2 separate regions of the Ovis aries genome follow, and region 2 is linked to region 1. The links are chromatin contacts, called in public Hi-C maps. All regions are on one chromosome and are shown on one strand. The core of a region is the stretch at or near the end of the contact, and the rest is flanking DNA. Distances in the headings are between cores, read along the strand shown.

The links. Hi-C and Micro-C count contacts between places; a contact is called where the count stands out from the background.
Region 2: a Hi-C map of hypothalamus shows a contact between it and region 1, with 6 times the contacts expected there. The contact joins the enhancer-like site here to the promoter of KLHL30 in region 1. A contact is called at or near these places in 9 of 16 Hi-C or Micro-C datasets (blood, hypothalamus, liver and 5 more).

What each region holds. Positions count from the first base shown.
Region 1 is chr1:3,164,490-3,167,691 of ARS-UI_Ramb_v3.0, reverse strand. It overlaps KLHL30 (kelch like family member 30), which reads left to right and starts at 1,343. Exons shown (of 8, transcript XM_042244378.2): 1 at 1,343-1,426; 2 at 3,163-3,202.
Region 2 is chr1:3,304,729-3,307,610 of ARS-UI_Ramb_v3.0, reverse strand. No RefSeq gene overlaps it. Among named protein-coding and RNA genes, the nearest start is that of UBE2F, 13 kb to the right of the region's middle. Within about 2 kb of position 1,395, at least 11 of the 54 cell types and tissues checked have an H3K27ac peak or open chromatin away from gene starts, as enhancers often do. A contact at or near this core is called in hypothalamus, where this site is marked.

The DNA of each region.
Region 1 (3,202 bases), core at 94-2,593:
GAAACTGGTTGTACTGGTGAGGCCCGAGCGGGTACAAGATGGAGGGGCTGACAGGCAGAGCCCCCCAGCTGGCCTCCCTGGTGCCTGAAGGCCTGGGGCTGGAAACGTCCCTCTGCCCCCTGGCATGAGAGATGCCCCCCTCTGCCCCTGGCATGAGTTATGCCCCTCTGCCCCCTGGCATGAGAGATGCCCCCTCTGCCCCTGGCATGAGAGGTGCCCCCTCTATCCCCTGGCATGAGAGATGCTCCTCTGCCCCCTGGCATGAGAGATGCCACCTCTGCCCCTGGCATAAGAGACACCTCCTCTGCCCCCTGGCATGAGAGACTCCCCCTCTGCCTCCTGGAATGAGAGATTCCTCCTATCCCCCTGGCACGAGAGATGCCCCTATGCCCCTGGCATGAGAGATGCCCTTCTGCCCCTGGCATGAGAGATGTCCCTCTGCCCCCTGGCATGAGATGCCCCCTCTGCCCCTGGCATGAGAGATACCCCCTCTGTCCCCTGGCATGAGAGATGCCCTGCAGCCCCTCCAGCTCACCCCAGACTTGGTAGGGCCTGTGACTCCAGAACCTGCAGAGATTCAGGCGTCAGGAGTTCCCCTGAGACTGCCGTGAACCCAGACCTCCCAGGAGGCCACGAGCCTCCGCGGCTGTATTTTTAGGCCATCCCGTTTCTTAGCCTTCCTGGGCATTGCTACTAATGAAGACAGCAGGGCAGGCCCAAGGCCAAGACCGCGATACAAGCGGACAGAGCCTGAGGACTGCACACCCCCATCACCAGCCTGGGAGGCGCCTCTCTGAGCCCCTTCTTTACCACCAAGACTCCCCGGCACCAGGGGCCCAAGGTTTTGGAAGTCTTTGCTGAGCAACCCGCATTTCCTCACCATGGGCACTTTTCCCCACGTGGTAGAAAATAAGAGGCCATGTGAGCTCCTGTCAACAACCCCAGGAAAGCTGGTACGTGCCGGGCCCCCATGACACCCTGGCCTTGAACTGAGGGCTCTGTGTGGCCCCTGAGTCCCCAGCTCAGACTTCACTGTGCCCCTCCTGCCAATGAAAAAACAGAAGGGAGAGAGCCAGCACGCCTCACTGGGAGTAAGGGGTGAGCCCAGACGTGCCGCTCCCCCGGTGCTTCCTGCCGTCTGTCCTGGCCCAGAGGTCACAGGAGGCTCCCGGCCAGCATGGCCATTCAGAGAGGACAGGCAGAGAGGAGCTGTCACCTCTCTCCTCCCCCTACTGGCCACCGCCCACCCCCCATGCTGACAGAGACTAAAAATACCCTTCTGTCCCCACGTGGCTGCCAGCCCAGCCCAGCCCAGCCCAGCCCGGCCCCGTCATATCCCAGCAGGTCTTCCAGGCCCCTTGGCCGGCTGGGCAGTCGTGTTCTCCAGCCCGAGTTCTGAGACGAGTTCTCAGAGACCCACTGAGAGGTAGGATTGGGGGGCAGCCAGAAGGGGGAGGTGAGGACCGGGGCTGGGACCAGCAGGGGAGGGGGTGTTTTAGTGGACAGCCCAGTGGGCCTGGAGATCCCAGCCTGGCTGCCTTGGGGAGAGACCTGCACGCAGCCTAGACCCAGCCCCCGGGGGCAGGGGTGGGGGCTCAGCGGGGCTGCTTCCCTCCAGGTCCTTCTGGAGAAGTGAGGGGCATGCTGGACCACACCTCCGCCTGCAGCCAGGGCTGGACTGAGGCCCTTTGCTGTCCTGCCCACTCTGCCCTCCTCACTCCCGGCCTGGCAGGCACTGGGCAGGGGGCTCTGAGCCCCCCGGAAGCCTCAGCCCCCAGCGAGGACTGCAGGGCGGCAGGTGTCAGCAGATGACCTGAGGCTCCCCGGGAAGATGCCAGGTGCTCCCACCCGCTGGCCCCCGGCTGCCTGGGGCGGGGGCCGCCTGGCTAATCTGTGCTCCCCTGGGAGGGACGCGCTGCCTTCCCCCCAGCCAGAGGGCCTTGCGGGGAGGGGTGAGGCAGGCTGGACGCCCACCAGGGCCCGGGACCCCTCCTGACCCAGCAGAGCTCAGGCAGGTTCTTGGGCCTCTGGGTGGGTTCTCTGTGTGCCTCCCTGCTCACGTTCCTGCCGCCGGCACGGGACCCGGGCGTCCACAGTGCAAGGTCTCCGTATGGGAGCTTTGGGCTTTGTCGTTTCGATGGCACTGGGTGGACCCGGCATTTTGCACTGGCCTTCGCTTTGTTGGCTGCTAAGGCGCCCCCTGGTGGACTCACGGCGTCTCAGGGTGCAGCTTCTTGCTGTGTGGTCGGTCACTCGCGGGAAGACAAGCTGCACAGAACTTTCTTTTCTCCGGGAGGTTTTCTTAGGGCAAAAATTTCAGAATATCGTAAGGAAATATGTGCATAGTTAAATTAGCCCAGAAGTGCGTTTGCTGGATCAGGCGATTTGAGCTGAGATTGCTCTCTTTTGGTTGTTTGTCTTTACCAACCTACATCCAGTGCCATGTTACCTGGGGGGTCCGGGGGCCCGGGACCCCCGAGATGTGTAGTCTTGGACAAGGGACTTGAGCCTCTTTTTGCCTCTGTTTCCCCAGCTTTAAAGGGATGGGAACAGCAGCCGACGGCTGGCGGAGTTCCCATGAGGGCTGAATGACGAGTGTTTATGCAAAATCCAGGATGGCCTGGTCCATGGGGGGCACCGTGAGGGCACGGCTGATCCCCCAGCCCTTTCACCTCCAGCCTCTCAGTCTGCAGATGATGAGGCTGGGACCAGAGAGGGGCGTGGCTCACTCAAGGTCACCCAGCAAGGTCATGGCAGGAGAGGTTCCCTGTAACCACAAGCCAGTAAGGACCCACGGGGCTGAAACTATTCAGTTGCGGATGCCCTTCCCAGCAAGGGGGATCTGGGAGTAGAAGAGGCCACTAGGAGTGTTGGGGGTGGCAGGGACCCCCGTGCCCCAGGGGGTCTGTTCTGCACAGTCCAGAGGTGCAGAGAGGGGCTGAGGCTTGGTTCTCTTGCTGGCCCACCCTGCCCTGATTGCCTAGCCTCTCTGAGCCTCAACCGCCTCACCTGGGAAAGACAACGCCTCTGCCTCCCAGGGCCTCGGGGCTGGTTTAGGGCAAAGCACTTCACACGTGGTTGATGCTCAGACCAGAGGTCAGCCTGACGGGTGACTCGGGTGAGACAGTCCCCCTGGCTGACCTTGCTGGCTCCTCTCCCCAGGAGCCCGCGCGGACGCCCGTGAGTAGGTGAACATCACTGT
Region 2 (2,882 bases), core at 146-2,645, 140 kb before region 1:
GCAGCCTCTGAGAGGTGGGTGACAAGAGAGGGGACCCCACCACGGCCCCGGCTCTCTGCCTGGAAGGCTCCCACTTGCAGCACAGAGAGGAAGGCTGAAGCAGAGCCCGCTGGACCCGAGCTGAGAGATGGAGCTGAGAGTCCAGGGAGACCAGAGTTCTCAGGACAGAGCCCTGGGGAGGCGAGAGCGCAGAGGAAGGCTTGGAGACCTACAGAGCGTTCTGCAGAGCGCCGACCAGCACACGGGTGTGAGGTGTGGGGAGCCCCCAAAGCTGAACCAGCCAAAGGGGGAATGGTGCCTGGAGCTCACATCAACCTGGGAATCTCCAGTTACCACCAGCCAAGACGTTGTGACTCCTGGGACACTGGGTAGAGTACACTGGGGGGTTAGCTCGGTAACAGAAATAATTACCCTGATCTGAGCGTGGCTCTGGTCCAGTCTGCATGCTAAGTTGCTTCAGTCATGTCCGACTCTTTGCGACCCTATGGACCGTAGCCCACCAGGCTCCTCTGTCCACAGGATTCTCCAGGCGAGACTACTGGAGATTGCCTTCTCCAGGCGATCTTCCCAACCTAGGAATTGAACCTGCGTCTCTTGTATCTCCTGCATTGGCAGATGGATTCTTTACCGCTGGCACCACTTGGGAAAGCCCCCTGATCCAGTCTACTGCTGCTAAGTCGCTTCAGTCGTGTCCGACGCTGTGCAACCCCATAGACGGCAGCCCACCAGGCTCCCCTGTCCCTGGGATTCTCCAGGCAAGAACACGAGTGGGTTGCCATTTCCTTCTCCAATGTATGAAAGCGAAAAGTGGAAGGGAAGTCGCTTAGTCGTGTCCGACTCTTAGCAACCCCATGGACCGCAGCCTACCAGGCTCCTCCGTCCGTGGGATTTTCCAGGCAAGAGTACTGGAGTGGGGTGCCATTGCCTTCTCCTCTGATCCAGTCTAACAAGTCTTAAAAGCAAGACCCAGGAGAATCTGTCTGTTTCCAACATGGGGTGTAAGTGCATCCTGGAACAAAGCTAAGGATATTCCTAGGACTACAGAGTATCTACCACGTGACAACTTGAAATTCACAGTATCAGGCTTCCGAGCAAAAATTACCAGGGGTGTGGAGAAACAGGAAAATATGACCCTGATGTGAACAAAACCAGTGAATTGAAACTGATGGGCAGTTGATGCCCATGTTAGGATTAATAGGCAGGAATACTTAGGGAGCTGTCCTGACTGGTGCCGGTGATCAATCTATCCCCTCCCAGCTCCAAATTCACCCTTCAGTACCGGCTCTGCAGTGGTGGAAGAATTCTTGAAGCCTTTTGCCTCTACCAGTGAACACAGTGTTAAGTCCCCAGTAGAGGGTGCTACAGGGACACATGAAGAGGAGCTCGCCTGCCTGCGCAGCTTTCTGATGGGCCCTTAGGGTGGTGCTCTGCCCCCAGCATGTACGGAGAACACAGGGCTGCTCAGCAGCCTTGCGGCCTGGCCTGGCAACAGTTTCCCTGTGGTCCCGCTGGTACAGACGCCACGCTCTCCATGCCTCCTGGCCCACCAGCATGCTGATTCCTTCTTCTCACCTTCTGGTCCCTCACCACGTCTTACCTGGGTCCACCTGCACCCTGGAGGATTCCCGCTAGCCCCACTCGCTCTGTGTGTCTGTGTGCCTGGCCATTCGTAGCTGATGGCTACCTATTCTCAGCCGGACCTCTGGAGGACAGCTTTCTGCTAGCTCTGTGACCGCAGACCCGTTCTGACAAGGAGAAACCAGCAAACCTATCTGGTATCCAGTGGGCTGCACCTGTAACTTCTCCAGCCAGGTCCAAACCCCAGTAGCGACGGGCATGCCCAGCACCCAGATGTTGATTTCTAATACCATTCTCCAAGAAAAGGAAGAAAGCTCTTTGGTTGGTGGCGCCAGCGGTAAAGAACGTGCCTGCCAATGCAGCAGAGAGATTTGGGTTTGATCCCTGGGTCAGGAAGATCCCCTGGAGGAGGGCATGGCAACCCACTACAGTATTCTTGCCTGGAGAAACCAATGGACAGAGGAGCCTGACAGGCTATAGTGCATAGGGTCCCACAGAGTCAGGCATGACTGAAATGATTTAGCACACATATCCTTTGCCCCAGGTGTTAACTATTGCCTTTCTGCTGCTGCTGCTGCTGCTAAGTTGCTTCAGTTGTGTTCGACTCTGTGCAATCCCATAGACAGCAGCCCACCAGGCTCCCCTGTCCCTGGGATTCTCCAAGCAAGAACACTGGAGTGGGTTGCCATTTCCTTCTCCAATGCATGAAAGCGAAAAGTGAAAATGAAGTCGCTCAGTCGTGTCCGACTCTCCCCTATCCCATGGTCTGCCGCCTACCAGCCTACCAGAGACTGGCAACAAGTCTGAACAAGACTCAACAACAAAGCGACAAGTCAGGAAGCACTGATCCCAAGGAGCAGGTGAATCTCAACGAGCGCAGTTGGAACCTGTGGGGCCCACGTGTGCTGGTCCTATCCCCTGCTTCCCAGCCCCGCAGGAGCCGGAAAACTAGAGAGACTGAAACACAAGCAGACCAGGGGCAGCCTGGGTACAAAACCAGAACTCTGGCCACAGCATGTAGTGGCAGCCCAGGACCCTGACCCGCTCCGTCCATGGGATTTTCCAGGCAAGAGTACTGGAGTGGGGTTCCATTGCCTTAGGCAGCAACAATTTGTCTGTGAATATTTTTGACAAATGCCCCCTACATGGTGGCTTAAGCCCCGGGGCCAAGGTGCAAGTCTGGAAGTAAGGATAAATCATTTGAACTTGTCTTTCAGGGAGTTAGTTACCAGACAAGTCAAAAGAGGATAATTCTTTATGAAGACCTGTTCTTCCCCTGCTGGGAACATGGGCTGTTATTTTTA